Linked DNA regions of Zea mays: region 1 is linked to region 2. The links are chromatin contacts, called in public Hi-C maps. All regions are on one chromosome and are shown on one strand. Each heading gives the region's core, a stretch centred on a gene start, on an enhancer-like site or on the middle of the called end of the contact. The rest is flanking DNA. Distances are from core to core; before and after follow the strand shown. Region 1 holds the start of LOC100285885. Region 2 holds the start of LOC100193735.

Region 1 (6,727 bases), core at 3,556-6,055, 280 kb after region 2:
TGTAATATTCATACTATGAAAGTGGACATTATATAAATAACGTTTTTTTCAAATATGAATCCAATCTTTTGTTAGTGTTATTCTACCAGCAGGGGCCTCAAAACCCCTTCTGAACCTTTCAAAAAATATATATGGAAGCAATAATACTGAATTTGTACAGTGGAAACTGCAGGTTTTTTGAATAAGCGATAGTTGAATATTAACAAATTTGAATCGTAGATCGAGTCTGCGCCTTGAAAACAATGGAGAGACCGAGAGAATACTGACCTTTGAGGTCCGCAAGAAGTGCTAGCTGTAACATCAACTGATCTGATGAGGAATTGAGGACCAAGACCACCCACTTCCCTTCAAGGTCTGCGAACCAAACACTACCCAAGTTGTAACTGATTACTGAATGAAGGATCTAGTTTTCTTGTTTATAGTCCGCAGGTTCATAAAGTTGAAAGTGCATACTGCAAGGAGAAATTCGTCACAAAAAAAAGTACATTTAGAGCTAGTTTGGTAACCCCGTTTTTTCAAAGAATTCCCATTTCCCAAAGAAAAATAATGGAGTTGTCAAACTAACTCTTATTAATTAAGCCAAATTATCCATTCGTATTAAATATTTGGAATTTATTTTAGATCGTTCAATTCAGATTATTTCAAAATCTTATTATTTGTTTGTTTGTTGCCAAGAAAACTGGTTTTGGATGCTCGTTGCTACCTGAAAATGTTTTTTTTTACTAAATTATAAGATTGTATTATGGAAACGACTCTTTCTTTCTAAAGATCTTTACGAGATCATGAAACCAACAACACACTATATGTGAGGTCAAGGCATCAAGGAGTCACTACCAAATGTTGGTGAGTCCCGCCCTCGACAGAAGTTTGGTATTTACGAGATCAAAATATTATTTTAATATTTTTTCATGATGTTTGGTAGTTTGTTGTACAAAAAGCTTGATTACATGGCAATTTCTCTCCCCATATAGACCTCTCTCTATACATCTGCTAATTAATTTTATACGCTCTGATTCAGTCATCTAACGTGTGATTGGTTGAGTGGCTCCCGTGGGCCGGCCTCCCGCGCGCCTGGCTCGCCAGCAAAGACCGTTCGCTCCGTCTCCACGCGTGCATACGGGTGATGGAATATAGGCCTAGCCTGTACATGCACATGCAGATCGGTATCCTCGCATACAAGTAACCAATCACAATCTCGTATCCGATTAAAGCGTGTGGGGAGCCTGGTTGCTTCTATACAGGCAACCACAATCATATAGATAGTGTTTGTTCAAACACATAGGATTGGAGTAAGGGACACCTGCGGGAGTCGGATGCAGATGCACATTTTATACAGTAATAGTACCAACGCGAGCGCGCAAACGATCAAACGTTTCCATCACAACATGCATGAGGGTACCCATATGGACTCGCGGTAAGAGAGAAACGCTCTCCCCATATAGACCTCTCCAGGGGCGGAGCCAGGATTGTGATATAAGGGGGCCGGCCAATTCATCAATACTATATGATAAAAATATTGTATAATAAAAATATTGTATAATGTTATCAGGTGACAACTTTAGTTGAAATTTGTAGATTTTATTATCCACAAGATCTAATATAGTATGTATATAAGTTATTGCCGCTCATTTTGCTGCTTCGCGTGATCACCTTCTTTGGACTTTGGTTGTGGGGTTATGGTAGAGGCAAGTCAAGTGGTCAGTGGCAATCGGCAGCTGCCTAGCCAGACAATACGATGAAGTATAAAGGGTGAGGTTCAGATATCAGCGTCTGTAGGCGAATTAGGTTTGACGTTTAATGCATTGATTGGTCATTTAACGAATATTTTATCTTTTTTGTCTCCTTTAAACTTTGGTTGACATACTACACTAGAGTTATGGATCATATATTACTAACCACTATATTAAATCTTTGATTAATTACACTGCATAAAATTTAGAGTATATATATTTACACACAAAATTTCAACTATATATATATATATATATATATATATATATATATATATATATATATATATATATATATATATATATATATATATATATATATATATATATATATATTCTCTTGTATGTGTCACAGCCTTGGAAGGGGCCATGGCCCCTGCCGGCCCCCTTGCTCCGCCCCTAGACCTCTCTCTATACAGGTGCTAATTTTATTCGCTCTGACTCAGTCGTATAGTGTTTGTTCAGACACATAGAAATGGAGTAAGGGACACGTAAAGGCTATCTCCCGCGGGAGTCAGATGCAGACTCAGTCGTATAGTACCAATGCGAGCGTGCATACGATCGAACGCATGAGGGTGCACATATGAACCCGCACAGAAGAGAGAAACACGCATGAGGGTGCACATATGGACCCCAGAGAAGAGAGAAACCCGTAGATTTGGAGTATTATTTTGCACGTCCTCGAGCTGTCTCCAGCAATGTCCCCTAAATTCCATCCTCTAAAGTAATATTCTCTGTCCTTTACAACACCCTCTAAAATATTTCGTTATCTATATCTTTACCCTCTCCAGCAGCGTCCTCTATATTTACATCATCTATATCAAGTAAACGGTCTCTTCCCTAGTATGGTCTCTCAGACATTTCATCGAACACGTGGAGTGCATAGCTCGGGGAGGAGCTCCGAACACACCCCAAGTTGCAAATCGGACCAAACAATGTGATCGAACAAAGACATCCAAAGTTGTCATTAACACTTCGCTTGAATTGCTATATACAACATGTGAGTAGCAGTGACAGAAGCAATGTTCACATGCACACATCGGATGTCACAAGTACGTGGCCTGCCTAGAGAACTCCGGTGGCGACGATGCATGCGTCCAGGAAGCGTCTTTTCCGGCCTCCTCGTGGCGCATGTACACGGTCTGATCTCCATCATGGCCCTCTTGGACGGCCGCCCAGGTCGACACCACGGGGTCCGGGGTTGAAGGACTGCGAAACCAACGAACTGGCCTTGCGCCTGTGTGAGGTACCCGCCGCCGAGGACGCCCCACAGATCGTAGCGCTCCACCGTCATATCCGAGAGCTTCGTCATGCCCGCCGCCGAGGACACCCTTGCCGCACTTGTCTATGCGCTCAACTTGGTGTCCTCGAAGGTGGCGAAGCTTGCGCCCGGTGGCCGGATAGCGGATACACAGTGAACCTCTCCAAAAATAGCGTGCGAAAGGACGGACCGCTATTTTACTGGATGCTTTACTGTTCATTGTTGGATGTTTTATAGGAGGTTAGGTTCTCTAAATTTAGAGTTCAGGACCATACATTGTTGGAGGCAGTTTCACGCCCTGCGCTCTGATGGAAGATGAGTAACTGAACGTGAGTGCAAAAAATGAGTATGCACAGGCGTTTGGGTAGCTGGAGATAGGCTAGAGAAACGCGGTGTATAGGCTCTCATTTCCACTCCATGTGGTACAATGTCAAGAATCAATACTCCAGATTTGACTCTGACTACACTTGGCATATATTACATGGATTTGATTACATGATTCATTCTCTAAATACACTCGGTATAGCTAGTAGTACTAGTAGCAGGTACAGTTAATTCTGGGGGCCAATCTTTCCAGAGCCTAGGATAGTAGGATACCACTATTTCTCCCAAGAGAAGAGATCTACATATTTCACAACCTTGAAGGCTTTAAGAGCCGCCTCACTTCTGAAAGACATCCCTGCTTGTGTGTTCCTACGCAGAATGCGGAGCTCTAATCAACGATCCATCTCTGAAATATTCAGCCTTGCCGTTGTGCAGCGATGACGAAGCTTGCGAAAATGCATGGAACTCACTTAACAACTTCATCTACCTAGTGTCTTACTGTTAATAGTTGACTCTATGTATGTACGTATACTGTATTACTGTCTGTCTACTATTAGTCTCTATATATGCATGTGCATGTTCATATGTCATCGGACCAGTCCTGCAGCTCGCCCTCGGAGAAGAGCGCCTCGACGATATTGTCGATCAGGGAGTCGACGAAGGCGTTGCAGCCCAGCGTGAACATCTGCCCGATCCTATTGCGCGCGCTGGAGGCCCATGCGAACGCCGCGGCGCTGGCGACCACCGCCACGCACACCCCCGCCGCCTCCTCGATCTCCATGGTGTCCAGCTTCTTGAACAGGGAGCTGCCCGTCGTCGTCTCCACGGCCACCGCCGCCGCGAACGCCACCTGCATGTACGTACGTACGTAGCAGCACCGGCAGCGCGAGGTTTAATTCAGCCGTGCCGTGGATCCGACGTGTACTCTGTGTACAGGGAGGAGTAGAGCAGACAGCAGAGCAGAGCAGAGCAGAGCGGGCCCTCATCAGTCACTCACCATGGCGAGGCGGCCGGAGATGGTCTCGAAGTCCTGGCTCTTGCGGGAGCTCTCGATGTAGTCAGCGAGCGAGGCGAAGAACGGCAACGCCGCGGAGCCGCCCGAGTCGGCGGCCCCGCTGCCGTCCTCCTCCCCGGCCAGAATCCTCCGCGTCACCACGCCGCTGCCGGCGCCGTACGACCGGAGCGTGCAGAGGCGGGGCTGCAGCACCACCTTCGTCCCGGCGTCACGCTTCTTCGGCGCCGCGGGCCCCGACGCCGTCGACGACACCTTCTGCGGCGCCAGCTCGCAGATGATCGCGCGCGCCGCGGCCGCCATGGCGGGGCTGTGCTCTAGCAGTCTAGCTCTACCTCTCCGGACGGCACCGCCGGACTCGAGGAGCCGCGATTCACTTGGGTTCTTGGAATCCGCGTTCCGCGGCGTGAATCTATGACTGTGAGTAACCAGGCGGTGACACGCCGCCCTTTTTAAGAGTCAGGCAGGGACAGCGAGTGTGAACAACACCCGTGGTTCACGCCAGGAATTTCTCTGGTATCTATTCCTTTCTTGCCGACTCGGCAATAACATGTTCCAGACTGAGTTTAGAAACGATTACAATATTATTTATACCGGCACACCTGCCCTCATCAATACGTATAACTCCGTATACCTATACGCGCCACTCTGCACCGATGTACTTGGTATTTGGCTTTGGTACACGACGGCTGCGCGGGCTCTGATTGTCTTCCTTGACTCCCTCTGTCTGTGCCTTCTGTTGCACTGCTTGAGTCCGCTCCTCTGCATGGTCCATGTGATCTGCTCTGCTGACATTTCCCCCTTCTTTAACGACAGCTTGACCCCAAGCTGGTGCTTGTGGAAATTTCTGCTTAATGGCCTCTTCATCCTCCCAGGTTGACAGTGACACCGGCCAATTGGACCACTTAATGAGCAACTGCGAAATCACCTTACCCCCTTTACGAAGAAGCCTGGACTCCAGAACTTCCTCCGGCACCTGCAACCCAGTAAAGATATCTGGAAGAGAGTCAGTGCTAGGAACCCGCACGCCGTTGGCCGATTTTAACTGCGATACATGAAAGACCGGGTGGATAGCACTCCCAGATGGTAACGCTAGTTCATAGGCCACAGGATTGATCTGCTTAATCACCTCAAAGGGACCAAAAAAACCGAAATGCCAGTTTAGAAACTGGTCTGTCAGCCACTGATCGTTGACAGAAGGGCTGAAGTTTCAGAAAAACTTGATCGCCCACAGTATAAGTACGTTCCACTCGACCCTTATCAGCCTGTTTCTTCATTCTGTCCTGAGCACGCTGAAGATGGAACTTTACTTGCTGTAGCATCTGTTGGTGACCAAGCAACCAAGTTTGTAAATCAGGAACCGAACACTGATCAACGGTGTCTAATCCAAGCTGAGAAGGAGCATGACCGTATAACACTTCGAAAGGAGATTTACCCAGAGCGGTATGATAGCAAGTGTTATACCAAAATTCAGCCAGCGAGAGCCAAGAATACCACTGTTTGGGGCAAGAATGAACGAAGCATCTCAGATAAGCTTCCAAACACTGATTAACCCTTTCTGTCTGACCATCAGACTGTGGATGATAGGCACTACTCATGCACAGCTTTGTCCCAGCCAATCTGAACAGTTCTTGCCATAACTTGCTAGTGAATATGGGATCCCGATCAGACACAATCGACGATGGCAGTCCATGCAACTTATATATGTCTGACAGATAAAGCTTAGCTACGGTTAAAGCTGTGAACGGATGAGCTAGTGCTAGGAAATGTGCATACTTCGAAAACTTATCCACCACAACCATGATACAATTGTACTTGTGGGACACAGGCAGCCCAGAAATAAAGTCCATCGTCACGACTTGCCAGGCATGATCTGGGATGGGTAGGGGTAACAGAAGTCCAGGATATTTGCTCCTATCCGGCTTGGCCTGCTGACAGATTGAGCAAGTGCCAACAAACTCACGAATCTGATTTTTCATTCCAGGCCAACTAAATATTGCTTTAATTCTTCTGTATGTTACCGGAAAACCTGAGTGTCCCCCTATGGCACTGTCATGCAGTGAAGACATAACCTTCGTCTGCAAATCTTGATTGTGACCCAGCCACACCCTGCCTTTATGCTTGATCACCCCGGCCACCAACGTATAATGCTCCAACGGATGTCCTGTAGATAAAGCACTAAGAATTTTCTGAGCAACTTCATCATTTTCATATCCTTTCGTGACCTCAGTCAGCCAGCTAGGGATCATAGAGGAACTACTCAGGACATGCAGTTGCAGGGTAGTGTCATCGGATTGTAAATCTGCCCTTCTGGATAAGGCATCAGCTACCTTGTTCTCTACCCCCTTCTTGTAGATAATTTGAAAATTAAGGCCCATTAGTTTAGTCAAAGCCTTTTGT
Region 2 (7,411 bases), core at 1,945-4,444:
AAACGTATAAATAGGATGAAATAAAATATCAAATGTGAGACCTGTCGATCAAGATATCGGATATTAAGTTAGCAACGGTTTACTAGAGCTGATTGTCACAACCACCACATGGTCTAGATCTGTAAACCTGGTAATGGGCCCATATAAAATAGGTTCATTTAAACTTCATTTCCTCCTGTATATTGACTATCACGCCTTTTACTATCACGTTAGCAACGGTTTACTAAACCTATTTTATAAAATAGGTTTTTTTTGCATATATATATATAAAATAGGTTTTTGTGCTATACGGTCTAGATCTGTAAACCTGGTAATGAAGCTTGCCCAGGATCGAGCTACCTTCAAATATAACGGCAAGGAGGCTACGAAAGAGGGCATGATAAATATCCTGTTCCTAATTAAGTGCTGGATTAATTAGTTTGAGCAACGGAACTCTGTTGACTGAGAAATGAAAGGAGGAAGGTAGACTCTGCGCTTTTGGTGACATGATAGAAGAGAAGAATAGACAGGCAGACAAGAGCTTGGTTTGGTGGGGGGAGAAGAGAGACCGCGGACAGAGACGACACGAATTCCGTGTGCGGACAAGCATGTGTACCGTGTTGGGCCACGCGATCCCTCCTCCTGGGGCCTGGTGCTGGGCCTGGGCCTTCTCGATATCGCGGTCTCCCTGGACTTGTTCCGATTCGGTCCACACGTTGCAATGATCAGCTCGCGCCCGGCCGACGACGTACGGCCGCCGATCCATCCGGAGTTCCGGACTCCACGGCAGACCGGCCGGCACCCACGACGCAGCTCGAGACCGCAACTCAATGGCTGACTTGGCTGCAGCTGCCCTAGCTGCTACCTGCAGTATACCACCGCTAGCTCCTTAGTAGGCCGGCCGGCGCCGGCTGGGACACGTACGAGGCGCTTACTACGTACGTACGTACCATGCATCAGGGTTTGTAGGGGCTAGCTACATGTGATGATGAGGTCGACGTACGTACGACGACCAAATGTACGTACGCGAACGACAGGCCACCAAACGCGTACCAACACATTCTGCATTTATATGCATGCATGGCGCGCAGGCAGGCAGGCACGCGTCCGATCGACTCCCGCCGGACAGGCGATCGAGAGCTCCTCGTCCGTTGGATGCAAATACTACTATTTTAGTCTTAGGTCAGGTACTCTTGAATTATATCATATATCATCCGGCCGGCCGGCAAAGAGCATCACATATTTGGCACATATGCATACGTGATTTGTGGTACCTAGCGAGAGCGTGAGTGTGTACGTGTCTGTACCTCCACTCTCTTGGCGCGACACCACTGCACCCGGCCGACCAGACGATCGTGATGAATCAATCTAGCTATAAGTAGTAGTCTCAGTATCATAAATGCATGGCCACCTGATTGATTGTTGATTCTTTTCTTTTTTCTTAAAAAAAAAAAGACGGACCACATGCAGGAAGAGGATAGATAGAGGAAGTATACCAGCAGGCGGTGCCTAGGTTAGATATGCACGTCATCCGTACCGACGAAACGACTGGAGCTTCAATTCGTTTTGGCTACATATATATGTACCAGTACGGCAGTACCAGATAGTATGATGAAGCAACAATTTAGGCTTTACATAAATGGGCTGTCTTCGGCTCAGCAGTCATTCCATAATCCTGTCAATCGGGTGGCCCGTCTCCATCCATCTCTTCCCCTTTTTTTAAACGCTGACGATGACTGCTGGCTGCTGCACCCCCTTCCTCCTCGTGACCACGCTGCATGCATGGCTGATGGCTCCCGGCCCTCAGCTCGGCCACCACTGCATGTATGCATAGCCGCCGCGGCGTCGCCTCTCCCTCTCGCGCGCGCGTATAGATGCATCAGACCACGGGCCGTGCTGTTGTCGGAGCGAGCCGTCCATCCCATCGGAAAACAGCATAGCAATCGATCATGCATGTCCAAATACGCCACGTGCATCTGCATACGCGCTCCGGATAGTTAAATGAGGATTTGGGAGGGCCCTTAATCAGGTTTTTTTTAGTGGTGTGTTGAGGTATTAATTGTCTTGTTTCAGTATTTATTTGGATCCATGTTGGTGTCGTTCCTTTTGTTGTTCTGAGTCGTGGTTCGTATAATTAACCCTTTATTTTTTTCGCCGTCGTCTGATAAAAATTACAGCAAAGTCGCCCCAGGCCCATTGTTAATCATGTAATGTAAGCGTGACCTTTATTTTTTTTGGTTGATTTTTGCTAGTAAACGTAGTCATCCTTCGACACTTATTTAATCTGTGCTTCAATTATAAAGACTTACCTTTTCTATCTTAATAAATAACTGTAAGAGCATAACTATCTAAAAATACTAAAATATTTCGTAATTTATTTGAGATAGAGGAAATCGTAAATAGTTACCTCTGTCCCATTCCCGGCTGGCGGCAATGGCTTATGATTACGCTATACGTCGTGCCAGTGTACCACGCAGACACAGATAGAGTCATCATATAGCTACTAGGCAGTAGGCACAGCCACCGAGCCATGTGCATCGCAGATCCGGCCCGGGAAATAGCCCACGTGGAGACGCCGCCATCCACGCACGTTACGTCGATCGGTCGCGCCCAGATTAATTACGTACAACATGCGGCGATCTCACGCACGCCGCCCACCGCGCATTCCATTCAAAAAGACGGAGCGCCAAGAGACCGTGGAATGAAACATTTTCGAATTCTCATACAAGACGAAAAATTTTAATCACGACCGTAGTGTATGAAGAGAGCTCTGAGATGTAAATTTTTAGTAGGGAATGTCGTGCGTGTTCTTCGACGGGTAGGTATGAACCTCATCATTCACTAGGTGAAGAGTTTATGTTTATATATCTATTAGTCGAAGGAACTATTAGGGACATCAGTGTACATAACTCCACGTGTCTGGTTTTTGTAACGAATCATACGAAGGCTTCTGAAACTCATCAAGGCCCAGGTTTCTTTAGCAGCCCATAGCCGGCCCATACCAGAAGAGAGCCACTTTCCTTTCACGAGCCCATGAAATCCAACCACAACTGCTACCCGAGGCGCCGACACCGCCCGTACCCGACCAAAGCGCTTGGGAGTCTGACCCGTGGCCCAATAGTCCACTAACCTGTCCCACGGTCCCACCCAGTCGCAACCTGATCCCTATTCCGATCTCGAGGACGCCACGCCACGCCACGCCACGCTCCCGTCCTCTCCGCTGGCCTCGTGCCCCCTCGTCCCAACTCCCAACTGCCGATGGGGAAGGAGCAATCCGGTGTGCGCGCGCGGGCGCGGAAGTGAACCCCGGTTGAGTAGTAGGTGGGAGATCGAGGTCGCGCCCTTGCCCCACACGCCACTAAAGGCCGCGCCGACGGGCTCATCAGACGCTTTGGAGTTTGGACGGGCTCGCCTCGGCCGCTCTGGCGCTTGTGCGGTGGGTGAAGCGCGGGTGCTGGTGCGGGAAGCCTCGCCAGACCTAGCGCTGCCGACTGCCGAGCTGGGTGCGGGCGCGAGGAGTCGACGGGAAGACAAGGGTGAGGGTGAGGCTCCTTCTCTTCTCGCCTTGCCCTGAATTGCTGTCATTTTTGGTTCATTTGCGCTTGCTTCGGTGGTGATTTGTCGCCGACGCGTCCGGATTCTGTGTCGGTGCGTTTCTTACGGTGTCTGTGATATGGCTGCGACTTTTTCCCTTCCTGTTTTGAGTTACGTTTTCCGGTTGCATAATCTGTAACCCTTTATCCACTCTATTTTCTCCATTTTGTCTTCTACGTGGTATATCAGATCAGCTGTTTGCTACTAACATTTACAGGAAAATTGTGATTATTTAAAGGTTCGTCCGTTCGTGTATATATGACGCTAAGTTTAGTTGCTGAGGATACGAAGCCTGCTGGATGAATGAGTAAGGGCTTTGTGAACAAACATATGGTGAGTGGTTGGGTTCTGAAAAATAAAAACAAGTGGCACTACGAGGGAACAACCGGTATTGTAGAAGCTGTAGTCGGTTTACTGAAATGCTACTGCACTTGATAATTGTAACTCCTCCGGATTCATAATATTCCTACAGTGGTATTTGGGCAATCATTTCCGTGTTAGCCGCAAGTATTGCTGTCAGGACACAGTACCAAGTTTCTGCTAGTTCCTCTTCATTTGAATTTTGAAACCTCTACACTTTAGTTTTCATGCCTTATTTATTTTCGGGCTACTTAGGGAACCAATCTTGCCTCAGCATTGATATTGTAAACATAATTTCTCCTTGATAGCACCTTATAACTGCTTCATACCGTCATACGTTCATGGAATTGAATAATTAACAATGATGTTGATTTCTGTTCTGTAACATGGCCATGTATCATAAGTCGGTCATAGTGAAATTCACACTTTAGTATTCAATGCCCAGCCTGAAAGGAAAAAAAAAGAAGATAATGTACTGTTAAGGAGATGAAAATATACAGCAGGTCACCTTGTGCTTTTATATTATTTGCACTGAACTGTATATACTGGTGATGCTATCACTGCATGCCTAGTTTTGTAAAGATTGTATTAGCTAAATAGACATATGGACATTTCAGTGGCCCAACTAATGTGTGTGTGATATATCCTTTTTGTTTCATTGCTATTGACTTTGTGTAACTATTTTCTACTTCTACTAGAAAGCAACATATATTTATTTAAAATTTTAATTCTGACGCTGGCTTAAAAAAACTCGACTTGCGGGGTAAGACAACCCCCAGACATTGTATTAAGAAGACCTTTTTCACACAGGTCGTGAATCCCACGAACCCCTGCTGATGCTGACTTTACACCAAATTATTCTTTAGGATAATAGCTATAGACAGGATACAATAAGGTCAACCAAAAGGTTCTTTCCAATGAGATACACAAGGAGAAACTACTTGGTGCTTGTAATGATGTTACATATCCCACTGACTAAAGTCGGAAACTACTGTGCCTGTCCAATTTCACACGTATATCACAGGAAATACTTAAATTTTGACCTTTTCTGTTTGATGACTTCCAGAATTATGAGTGAAACAGGGCACACTGTACAAGTCACTAACCTCTCGAGCAGAGTATCTGAAAGTGATCTTCATGAGTTCTTTTCGTTCTCTGGTCCTATTGAGCATATAGAACTTATCAGGTAGTGTTTTTTTACTCACTATCTTTTCAGAGAAATAAAATTTTATTTGTCTCACCTTTCATAGTAGATAAATGGCATCTTAACTTTCTTCACAGAAAAGGATAATTGTTATCCGTGGCATATCCTGTCCACTCAAACATTCTAGTTAAAAATATCTGGTCTACATTCACCATGCTTGTTATACATTTACCTCATAGAATGATCTTATCTTTGGAGTACCCTGGCTCACAATTCAAAATTTTGTTTTATGACACGCCCTTGTCATCAATTTTATGGTGAATTTAAACACTACAGATCAGAAGGATACGGTGCCACTGCTTATGTGACATTCAAGGAACGCTTTGCCTTGGAAACTGCAGTATTGCTCAGTGTAAGTTGTCTTTTTTTGGAAACAATGTTTTCCACACAAATTAAATGTAGCACCCTTGATGTGCCTGATACCCATGATGGCTTCATGTCATGTTCTCTAAGTCGACTTACTGATAAAATGATTTTCCTATAAAGCAAGAAAGTTCTTGAGCCTCTCTTTAGTGTGTACATCATTCAGAGCAAAAATTCTTTTAGAAGAAGTTTCTCCTTCTAAATCGAAGAGGCCCAAAAGCTTTATGTACACATGCAATTTTACATGTGACGCCCTGTTTACCTTTACCCAGACTATCTCAATTCTTAAATGGATTTTGAGCTGGTCGTATACTTTGCCGAACCACTTTGTCAACAAGTCTCCTGGGTAGCAAGTACCTTGTTGACTTGGTTGTTTTTGTTGTGCTTTGACAACACTTTGCATCTTTGATAGGGGGCTACTATTGTGGATCAGCCAGTATGCATAACCTATTGGGGACAACCTGAGGGAACTTTTAATTTCTGGGACAGGCCAACTTGGGAGGTTGAAGAGGAAATCGAATACAGGGTATGCATCTCTCTGTTCTACTAATTTTCTGCATAGTTAATAGCAGTCAACTAGGACAAGGAAGCATTTTTGTACATATAGTTCATTTCTGCCTTGATCAACCAGTTTTCTCAGTATATGACAATTAATTGGATTGACGTTGGCGAAAGGGCCTCTAGCCTAGTGGTTAACGACTTCCGAATAGCACCTCCAAGTCTTGGATTCGATCCCTCTCGGAGGCGAATTTTCAGGCTTGGTTAAAAAATCCTCTCGCTATGTCCATCCGCTTTCGGGTTACTATGCCCTGTGCGCCACCCTTCGGTTGGGCCGTTGCAGAGTGGACGGTTGACGCCGGCCTGTTAGTGATGGGAGGCCAGGGTTTGGGGATTTTCTCAGCCGGGACTATTGTTTCGGTCTCTTCTTAATATAATACCGGGAGGACAGTCTTTCCCTCCCCGGCCGATAAAAAAATTAGATTGGCGTTGAAGCAAATTATCTCTAGTCACACACATGATTTGCATCACACCAATCATGATAATTAAACTGCTTGGAGTGCGTCCTTGCTGTTGATAAGCACATATGCTCTTTTGCATAAGTCACAATATAACTTTTTTGGCCATGTAACTTACCACCTCACCTGGTTATGCTAATCTTTCTGTTACATAACTGATGAGTTAAAATGTGGGTTTCACACTTTAGAGATGCACAGTGATGAGAACTGAGGAAAAAAGAAGGAAGCTTATCTCATTCCAACATGGGTATTTTAAGATATACTAGTCTAAATTCTCAAAATAATCCTCTTTGATGTCTGACGAGGAATTCACTCTCCCAATCCCAAATGCTGGGCTGATGTATAATTTTTTTTTATGAACAGAACTACCAAACATGCCAGTACAACACTACTCCGCAGGAAGCTTTTACAGTGGCTCAAGATATCATGAAGACGATGCTAGAAAAGGGGTACGTGCTCAGCAAGGATGCTTTGGCTAAGGCTAGAGCCTTTGATGAGTCCTATGGATTAACAGCTGCAGCAGCAGCCAGGGCTGCAGAGCTGAGCAAGAGAATTGGTTTAACTGATAGGGTCAATGCTGGTGTTGGTGCAATGCGATCAGTCGATGAGACATATCGCGTAAGAGAGACAACCAAGACGGTTGCTACTGCCACTGGAAGAACGGCAGCAAAGGTGGTAAATGGCATCGTCACCAGCAGCTACTTCTCTGCAGGAGCCATGATCTTGTCTGATGCTCTTACTAGGGCTGCCAAGGCCGCGGCAGATCTGGCCGCTCATGGTAGGCAGAATTAAGTGAAAAATAGACATAAAGTTCATCCTTGCAGTTACTAAACATGAGGACGAACACCTTCAAGTGATGTTGCTTGATGTATATTTATGACACAACAGTGTCGTA

What was found. Hi-C and Micro-C count contacts between places; a contact is called where the count stands out from the background.
Region 1: a contact with region 2 is called in a Hi-C map of tassel, with 2.3 times the contacts expected there. The contact joins the promoter of LOC100285885 here to the promoter of LOC100193735 in region 2. A contact is called at or near these places in 2 of 25 Hi-C or Micro-C datasets (ear and tassel).

What each region holds. Positions count from the first base shown.
Region 1 is chr2:6,687,976-6,694,702 of Zm-B73-REFERENCE-NAM-5.0, forward strand. LOC100285885 reads right to left here and starts at 4,806. Exons shown (of 2, transcript NM_001158775.2): 1 at 4,313-4,806; 2 at 3,387-4,165. The coding sequence starts at 4,630. The coding sequence ends at 3,896. It overlaps LOC103645869, which reads right to left. Exons shown (of 2, transcript XM_008670575.3): 2 at 4,807-5,323. The coding sequence ends at 4,962. It overlaps LOC100272947, which reads left to right. Exons shown (of 10, transcript NM_001147399.1): 10 at 1-50.
Region 2 is chr2:6,410,521-6,417,931 of Zm-B73-REFERENCE-NAM-5.0, forward strand. It overlaps LOC100193735, which reads left to right and starts at 3,195. Exons shown (of 5, transcript NM_001348776.1): 1 at 3,195-3,521; 2 at 5,000-5,119; 3 at 5,414-5,489; 4 at 5,913-6,026; 5 at 6,880-7,411. The coding sequence starts at 5,004. The coding sequence ends at 7,308.